Regions from separate parts of the Zea mays genome. Here region 2 is linked to region 1. A link is a contact called in public Hi-C data. All regions are on one chromosome and are shown on one strand. The core of a region is the stretch at or near the end of the contact, and the rest is flanking DNA. Distances in the headings are between cores, read along the strand shown.

Evidence for each region. Hi-C and Micro-C count contacts between places; a contact is called where the count stands out from the background.
Region 2: a Hi-C map of leaf shows a contact between it and region 1, with 2.7 times the contacts expected there. The contact joins the promoter of LOC100501893 here to the promoter of LOC103627544 in region 1. A contact is called at or near these places in 16 of 25 Hi-C or Micro-C datasets (bundle sheath, ear, endosperm and 5 more).

The regions. Positions count from the first base shown.
Region 1 is chr5:203,585,115-203,588,714 of Zm-B73-REFERENCE-NAM-5.0, reverse strand. LOC103627544 (ethylene-responsive transcription factor ERF027) reads right to left here and starts at 1,653. Exons shown (of 1, transcript XM_008647830.2): 1 at 1-1,653. The coding sequence starts at 1,018. The coding sequence ends at 182.
Region 2 is chr5:203,931,595-203,935,279 of Zm-B73-REFERENCE-NAM-5.0, reverse strand. It overlaps LOC100501893 (SPX domain-containing membrane protein), which reads right to left and starts at 1,600. Exons shown (of 11, transcript NM_001196532.1): 1 at 1,259-1,600.

The DNA of each region.
Region 1 (3,600 bases), core at 404-2,903:
ACCGGCCGGGGTCCATGCATGTACCCGTCCATCCATATCCATGTACTCCTGTTGTCGCCATAATAATCAACTTCTCTGGTTTGCTACCTGCCGGTGGTGTACTAGTAGTTCACTATGATGGTTTGTGTTATTACCACACTGCTGGTGCTGCCATGGCCTAGCTAGCTAGGTGTGCAACAATCTACGGGTCACGGTAGCTCCAGAGGCTCTCCCCGGCCTCGGACGGGTCGGGCGACTCGTCGGAGGTGTCGGGGCTGAGCCTCGGCGGGCTCATCATCATCCCCGCCGCCATGTTCCGCAGGAGCTGCGGCATCTCGAAGATGGCCTCTTCGTCCATGAACTCGTCAGTGCCGGCCTCCTGCTGCGGCGTGTAGCTCGCCGCCGCGTCGTGCTGTTGATGCCAGTCCTGTGCAGCAGCAGCAGCAGGAGAAGGAGGAGAAGCAGGAGGAGGAGGAGGATTGGCGGTACGACCCTGATGCGAGTACTCGAGCTGCGCGGCGGCCGCGGCCGCGGCCGCCGCGGCGCGTATGTCCTCGGGGGACGCGGACGCTGGGGCCGCGCGCGAGGCGATCGCGCCGGGGAAGTTGAGCACGGCGTCGGCGCCGCGGAGCGCGCGGGCCGCCACGTCGTAGGCGGCCGCGGCCATCTCCGCCATCGGGTACGTGCCGAGCCATATGCGCCGCGCCTTGCGGGGCTCCCGGATCTCCGACACCCACTTGCCGCTCCGGCACCGTATGCCTCGGTAGAATGCGTGCTTCCCGGACGACCGCGGCGACGGCTCCCCCGAGCTCGTCGCGGTCGTCGTCGCCATCGGCGGAGCCGTGATGGCAGCTGCCCGCGCCGACGACGTCCCGTCGCCCTGCTGCACCACCGGAGAAGGGGAATGAGGCGAGGCTGGGCCCGAAGCCGAAGCAGAAGCCGCCTGGTGGTGGCTGTGGCCGCCGGCTGCCGGCCCGGCCGGTTGCACCTGCACCGCCGGGGAAGGAGAATGGGGTGCCGGCGGCTGCTTCTCAGCCATGAACCGTTAGGGCACGCCCATCTGTTTGGGCACCTGCTGACATGTGCCAAATTCAGCTCCTGCAGCAGTGGAGTCAGTGCACCTACCTATCTATGGCGCGTGCACGCGCACAGGTATATCCCTCCCTCCCTCCCCAGCAGCTGTCAGCTAGCTATTCGAGTGTTGCGCGTTTGCAGCTCGTGCGGGGCAAGAGGTGTCATGGGATGGGCGAGGGGGTGCCGGGGGTATATAAGGGTTGGTAAAGAAGCGGGAAGGAAGCGTGCGGGCCGCCATGGTGAAAAGCGGCATGCTAACAAGCACAGCGGAGGCGGCCAGACGCGTATTCGAGCGGGGATGCATGTGTGTGTATTGGCTTGCGCTGAGCTGGTGCCTGAGAAGCAAAGCGCACGAGACACAAGCCCACCTAACTTAAGCTCTAGTAAACCGGATAAAACCGCTAAGCTTATAGTTGTAGCCGCGCTTAGCTCTGCTGCTCTCCGCCTCCCCCGACCCCTTCGTCTTATCTTCGTCACCGGGAGACAGCGAGATGCCGCCGTCGCTGTCATTAGCGGGCGGGGCGAGGCTGGGCTGAGGGCTGTCATTAAATTAGCCCTGCGCGGTCATGCGATTCGTGCTAATTCTTCCTCGCTTGCTTGTGTTGTGTGGGTGACGCGAGATACGCGTGCCGGACGTGGGGGGCAGGTTCTGTGGCTCACGGCCTGACGGGTGCTGCTGGACTGCAACTGCAAGGTTCCGGATGGCTGGCACTGGCAACCGGCCGGCCGGGCCCTGCTTTCTGTTCTGCCGTGGCCATCTGTACGCTTCCCCGAAGGCTGCTGTCGTGGTCGCACGAAGGACGCAGCTCTGGGTTAGCTTTGTGCATGCTCGATGCTAATTAGTGCGTTTCGGGATAGCGGCGTCCTGTTCATTTCAGACACAGGTTTTGACAAATATGTGCATCTGCTGCTGCCTGCTGCTTTCTCTGTTAGACCGGAACAACACACAAGCATGAACCTGCTGCTATGGTGGCATGGTTCTCGACTTGCCAACGGCGGAAAACATATAAGATCGAATACGCATAAAGCAACTAGGCCTTACCCAACTGAGCTTTCTAACGCTGTATATGGCAAGATATAGTTAGCGTTTAATAGGGTTATCCTCGAGAAGCCAAAGAAGCTATAAAGCTCAAGTCTCTCAAAAAGCTCTGTCAAGAGCACCTCGAAGAGTTAAAAAAAAACTACCAATCCTTTCGTTTTAACTAATAATATTTGTCTTTTTTTAATTTCTCTATGTAAAAGTTGAATTTAAAATTTATATTTTCTAAGGTGATTAAGGACATCATAACTTATGTTAAAAATTATATTAAGAATTTTTATGATTATTTAATATTTAGTTTTCTACCATTAAAGTTATTATAGAATATGTAACCTGTCAAAAGAATTATGAAAAATTATAATTTTTTTTTGTAGGCTAAGTTGTGGCCTGAGCTACTAACCAATAAAATTTGGACTAGAAAGTGGAAACTCAATTTATACATAGAGAAATAAAAAAAATAAAGTTTGTTAAGGGATAGATTGAACCAACTCAAACATGTGGAGCGATAAATTGAACTAAAAAAGTACTTTAGAGTGTTATATGAACATTCGTTCGTAGGTGTGGAGAGTAATTTGGACTTTTTTTCCTAACGTTAACGTTACACTATATGAACCAAAAGCCAATCAAGTATTCTAACATTAAGCTTTAAAAGATGTTTGGAATTGCATTATAACTTACCTTCTAGCGTCACCTCTTCCAAGGAAATGATGCGCAAAACATAACTGTTCCAAAGTTCTTCAATTGAACGAATTTGTTGCCGACCTGAAATAAAACAATTCGTATTTCAAGAGACGGGAGTCAAAATCTGGTCAACAATTAGTTCAAATTATAGTACGTACTGTGAAAGAGGTGGATGTCATCCAATCCGTTAGCTCGATCACCAGGTATCTTTGCGCCGACCTGCTGACGGGTTATACGGCATATCCGAGTACACGTACTGTACGACGTGATCTCCGCTCCGATAGTTCGACGATGGAGACTCGTACTGCTCATGTGGTGCGGTGGTGATAATCAATTACTACTTCCTTTGGTACCAAGAAAACGTACGCAAGTGGCCGGTCGTCAGTCAGCCATCCACCACCCCGATGCGGCGCATTCTGGTCGGTGCAGTTTGTCACGGCCCGCGGCTCCTGCCCCATGCCTGGATCGGCGACCTTTTTTCGGCTTGCTTGGTTCCGAGACTCCGGTTGAATCGGCGGGTGTCACGCGACCGACCGAGGCGAGCGTTCACCGGCCCTTTTCTCTTGTGATGATGACGATGACAAGTAAAATCTCCGGTCCAGCGCGGAATCCACGCGAACGTACGTACCAGCGTTGCACTAGGGGATCATGTCCGGACGCTCTAGCTTTGACCACGCGATCGAGCATAGTATCTACGGCGAACGCAGATCGACTGAGGATGATTCATGACACCACGTCAGCATATTATTATGGCCTTGGTTGATTTTGTCATATGAAATAATTTAGCAACTGATCGGGTCCGGGTTGACGTTCCGACGGAGGGGGTC
Region 2 (3,685 bases), core at 351-2,850, 350 kb before region 1:
CCTAAGATAACATTGAAGTTTCTGGGCAAAGCAAAGTAAAATAACAAAAAAAATTCTAGACAGATCCAAAAGAATATGGCACGTGGCAAGCAAGGTGACATAGAATCGTCTAGTGACATTGCCGAATCAAGCCACTTTAGGATGCTCCTTCGCTGTCCAGGATATACAGTAACACTAATACACAGAAACGGCTCTAGGGACTCCCAAGAGCTAAGCACCTTTATGACGACATCCTTTACGATCTTCCTGAACATGCTACCCGTGGAGAGAACTGCCCATGTAGGGTTAATTTGGAAACTAAAATCCCCTAAGGATCCCTGCATTTTCCAAGGTGAGCAATCTCAGGGATATTGTTTACATAAGGGCTAGTTTGGGAACCACATTTTTTCAAGGGATTTCAATTTTTCTAGAGGAAATTAGTTCATTTTCCTTTGGGAAAATAGAAATCCCATAGAAAAATAGAGTTCTCAAACTACCCTAAGATATTTAGTTATTTGTGGAAAGTTTTGTCTCCCTAGATATATCTCCCCTTTGTTGTAAACCAGCCCGGAAATTAGTAAAGCCCTAGTGTGTCTGGATGGAAAGTGAAAGTGCAATGCATACTCTGTTTAAAAAAAAGGACCAAAAAAGGAAAGAAAAAAAACAATTATATTTGGACTTAACATGCAGTTGGTATTGCGAAAGTGAACTATCAGGTTAAACGATCATGAAAAGACCCGCACAGCAGAGGATTGTTACTCTGAAAAAATAGGGACACACTAGCGTGAAAGTTATTTTTTATGGAAAACGAGTGAATGAAAATCACCATGTTTTTTCCTTTAGAATATATACGCAATCTTAAGAAGAAAATAATTGCATCTGAAGATGTTTGCTTCATCAGTGTACATACAAACTGGTGCAGCCTCTGATCTCAACCGGGGTGTTATGATTCCGTAACAATTTAACAAAAATGACATGCATGAGTATAGAATGTATTCATTTGGAAATGATTGATGATGTGTTTTGTTACTTCTCTCTGTTCATTCAGACATTCACCATCACTCGTTTGTTGAGATAGTGAGAGAGCGAAAAAAAAGGTAGCATGTACTGTCACCACTAATGAAACAGAAAAAAAAACATAACTAAGTTCCAAGCGCAGCAGACAAAATGGCAAAAAAAAACGAAGTTGAGAGTTGAATGTCGAAATTCCGTACATGAGGAGGGGAAGCTAAAACTTATTTCGGGTTTAAACAGGGGAATAGCAGAACAGATGGCTTACCGTGGCCACGTTTTTTTCACGTACGAGCTAGGGCGTGCGGCTCGTCAACTCCTGCGATCCTGCTAGATGACCATCAACAAAACTCGATCGCGCACGCACAGGACCGGCAAACGGAGGCAATTTGTGTGCTTCAGCTGGGTACCGTCAAATCAAAGCAGAGAGAATGCAAGCCCTATGGAGACGGACGGGCATACGGCACCAAAGCCAGGAGCAGGGGCGGAGCGATCGATCCGGCGAGACGAACGGCACGGCGATGAGGGCTTCGGGAGCTCGTGCGCTACAATGGCGCGTGGGCGAATGTTTGGCGAATGCAATGGGCTTGTGTGTGTGTGTGTGTGTCAGTATGTGCTTGGCGTTGGAGATGGGAGGGAAGGAGGCGGCGGCAAGAGGTATTTATAGCGGCGACGCGGCAGGGAGAGAGAGAGAGAGAGAGAGAGAGGACGGAGGGGAGGAGGTGTGGACGGAGGGGGAGGGGGGCCTCGCCGGGGTTGTGGCGGAGACAGGCACTCTGCCCGCGGCCGTGTTCCTGCCGGGTCGCCGATGCGGACGTGGCGGATTCGATGGGACGACGCCTTTTGGCTGCGCCCCTGTGGCCAAAAATGCCTCGCCACCCCTGGCCTCTGCTCCTGACTCCTGTTTCTTTTTTCCTTTCCCCCATCTCCTTCCCGATTGATCGGTCGAGATGGTTGGATTTCGGCACGGGTTGGATTTCGACACAAAGAAACTTCCCTATAAAATATTTTTGAAAGCTTCCGCAAACAGCTTGCAAATTGCAATAGGTTCGTTGTAATCGATAGGAAAATTGAACCCACTATACTAATGACAAATAAATGAAATAGCAAAGTAGCATCAGAGATGGTTTATCTTTGGTCGCGATATTGTATTCCTTGAGCAGGGCACAACTTTGTGTTAATGCGAATAATACTAACGAAAAGTGTGATTTGCTTCATTCAAGAGAGCATCTTCAACAACGTGACCTATAAAAATGTCTTATAATTTAAAAATAAGTAAATTTTATAGAATTTAGGGCACCAACAAAACACCGCGCTCCAACAGTAAAGCCTCAAATCTAGATTATAGGGCAGCCCACTACGGTGTAGTATATTTGAGGCACTTGAGAGGGTGCTCTATAGTTTTTTGACAAAATTTGTTGAATTGAGGCACTGTTGGAATGGTTTTTCCTGTGTGGAGCCCTATATTTTGATTTAAGGCATTAGTTTGAGGCATTGTTGGAGATGCTCTGACATATCATCAAAGAGACGAAGGATGCGATTGCTTGTGAATTTTAATGGCCCTTTTCTCTGAATCGCTATAGTTCTTTTTAAATAAATGCAGACAGAAAGTTGTCGATTTTATTTAATAAAGAAAAGGATGACATAGACTAGGTAAACTAGCGCCCCTTCAAAAGGAGGTTGCGGAGAAGAATAGGACCACTACAATGGTTAAGACAACCCTACTAACAGCAAATCAATCGCAACACAACAATAGTTGCCGGCACGATGCCACGAGGTAAATAGGAACAGAGAGGGAGTACTTTCTAGTGCAACCTCGATGTAAAAGATTAGGACTTGATAAAATTAAATTTTCTATATTTTAGTTTCTTTTCAGATGCTGATAATTAAATATATTTTACTTCAAATTACAGTTTTAGTTTGCTGTAATTTTTATATACACGATCTATATTTTCTGTTTCAAACATAAAAAAACCGTTAAACGGAACCAAAAACTCAACAAGGCATGATTTGTGTTGGCAACTCGGCATAAAGACAATTATGCAATTTATAATTATTTTCTAGTAAGGACAAAAAAAATGATATGTTATAATATAAATACAAGTCACAAAAAATAGCATTTTATTTATACTAAGCCAGTGGTACAAGTCGCCTAAAATCATCTTGACTGAATTATACAGGACGAGTGGTAAAGTTTAAACACCTGAATTACTGAATTATATAGGACAGCGGTAAAGTTTAGATAGAGACTGTCACTCTGTCAGTTACTCAGGGAATAAACCCACGAATATTCAATATACCTACCCAAAGCTTCGTCGTCTTTGCCCGGAGGCAAGAGGCCAACCGCCTCTCTTTTTCTTTTTTTCTTTTCTCAAGTCCCCGTCACTAGCTAGTAGCTCCTCATCCTCATCTAGCTAAAAGCTGGAGACGATTTTTTTACAGAGAGAGAATCTCCGAAGATGCGGTGAACATGCTCCAGTACCTTTTTTTTAGAGTGAAATCTGTATAGTACTATAGTGCATTTGCTAGGGATTCCAACCGCCATATGTAACCCATTTCTATGATCTCGATCGGCCAAATGAAGTGCAAAGTGTGAACTTCGTTTATCTTCAATACAATCATAGTCTACGGAGTCCACTTTGTATTAATGTAAAGTTTCAGAACAAAGAACATCCTTTTCGCGCACATGTTAGTT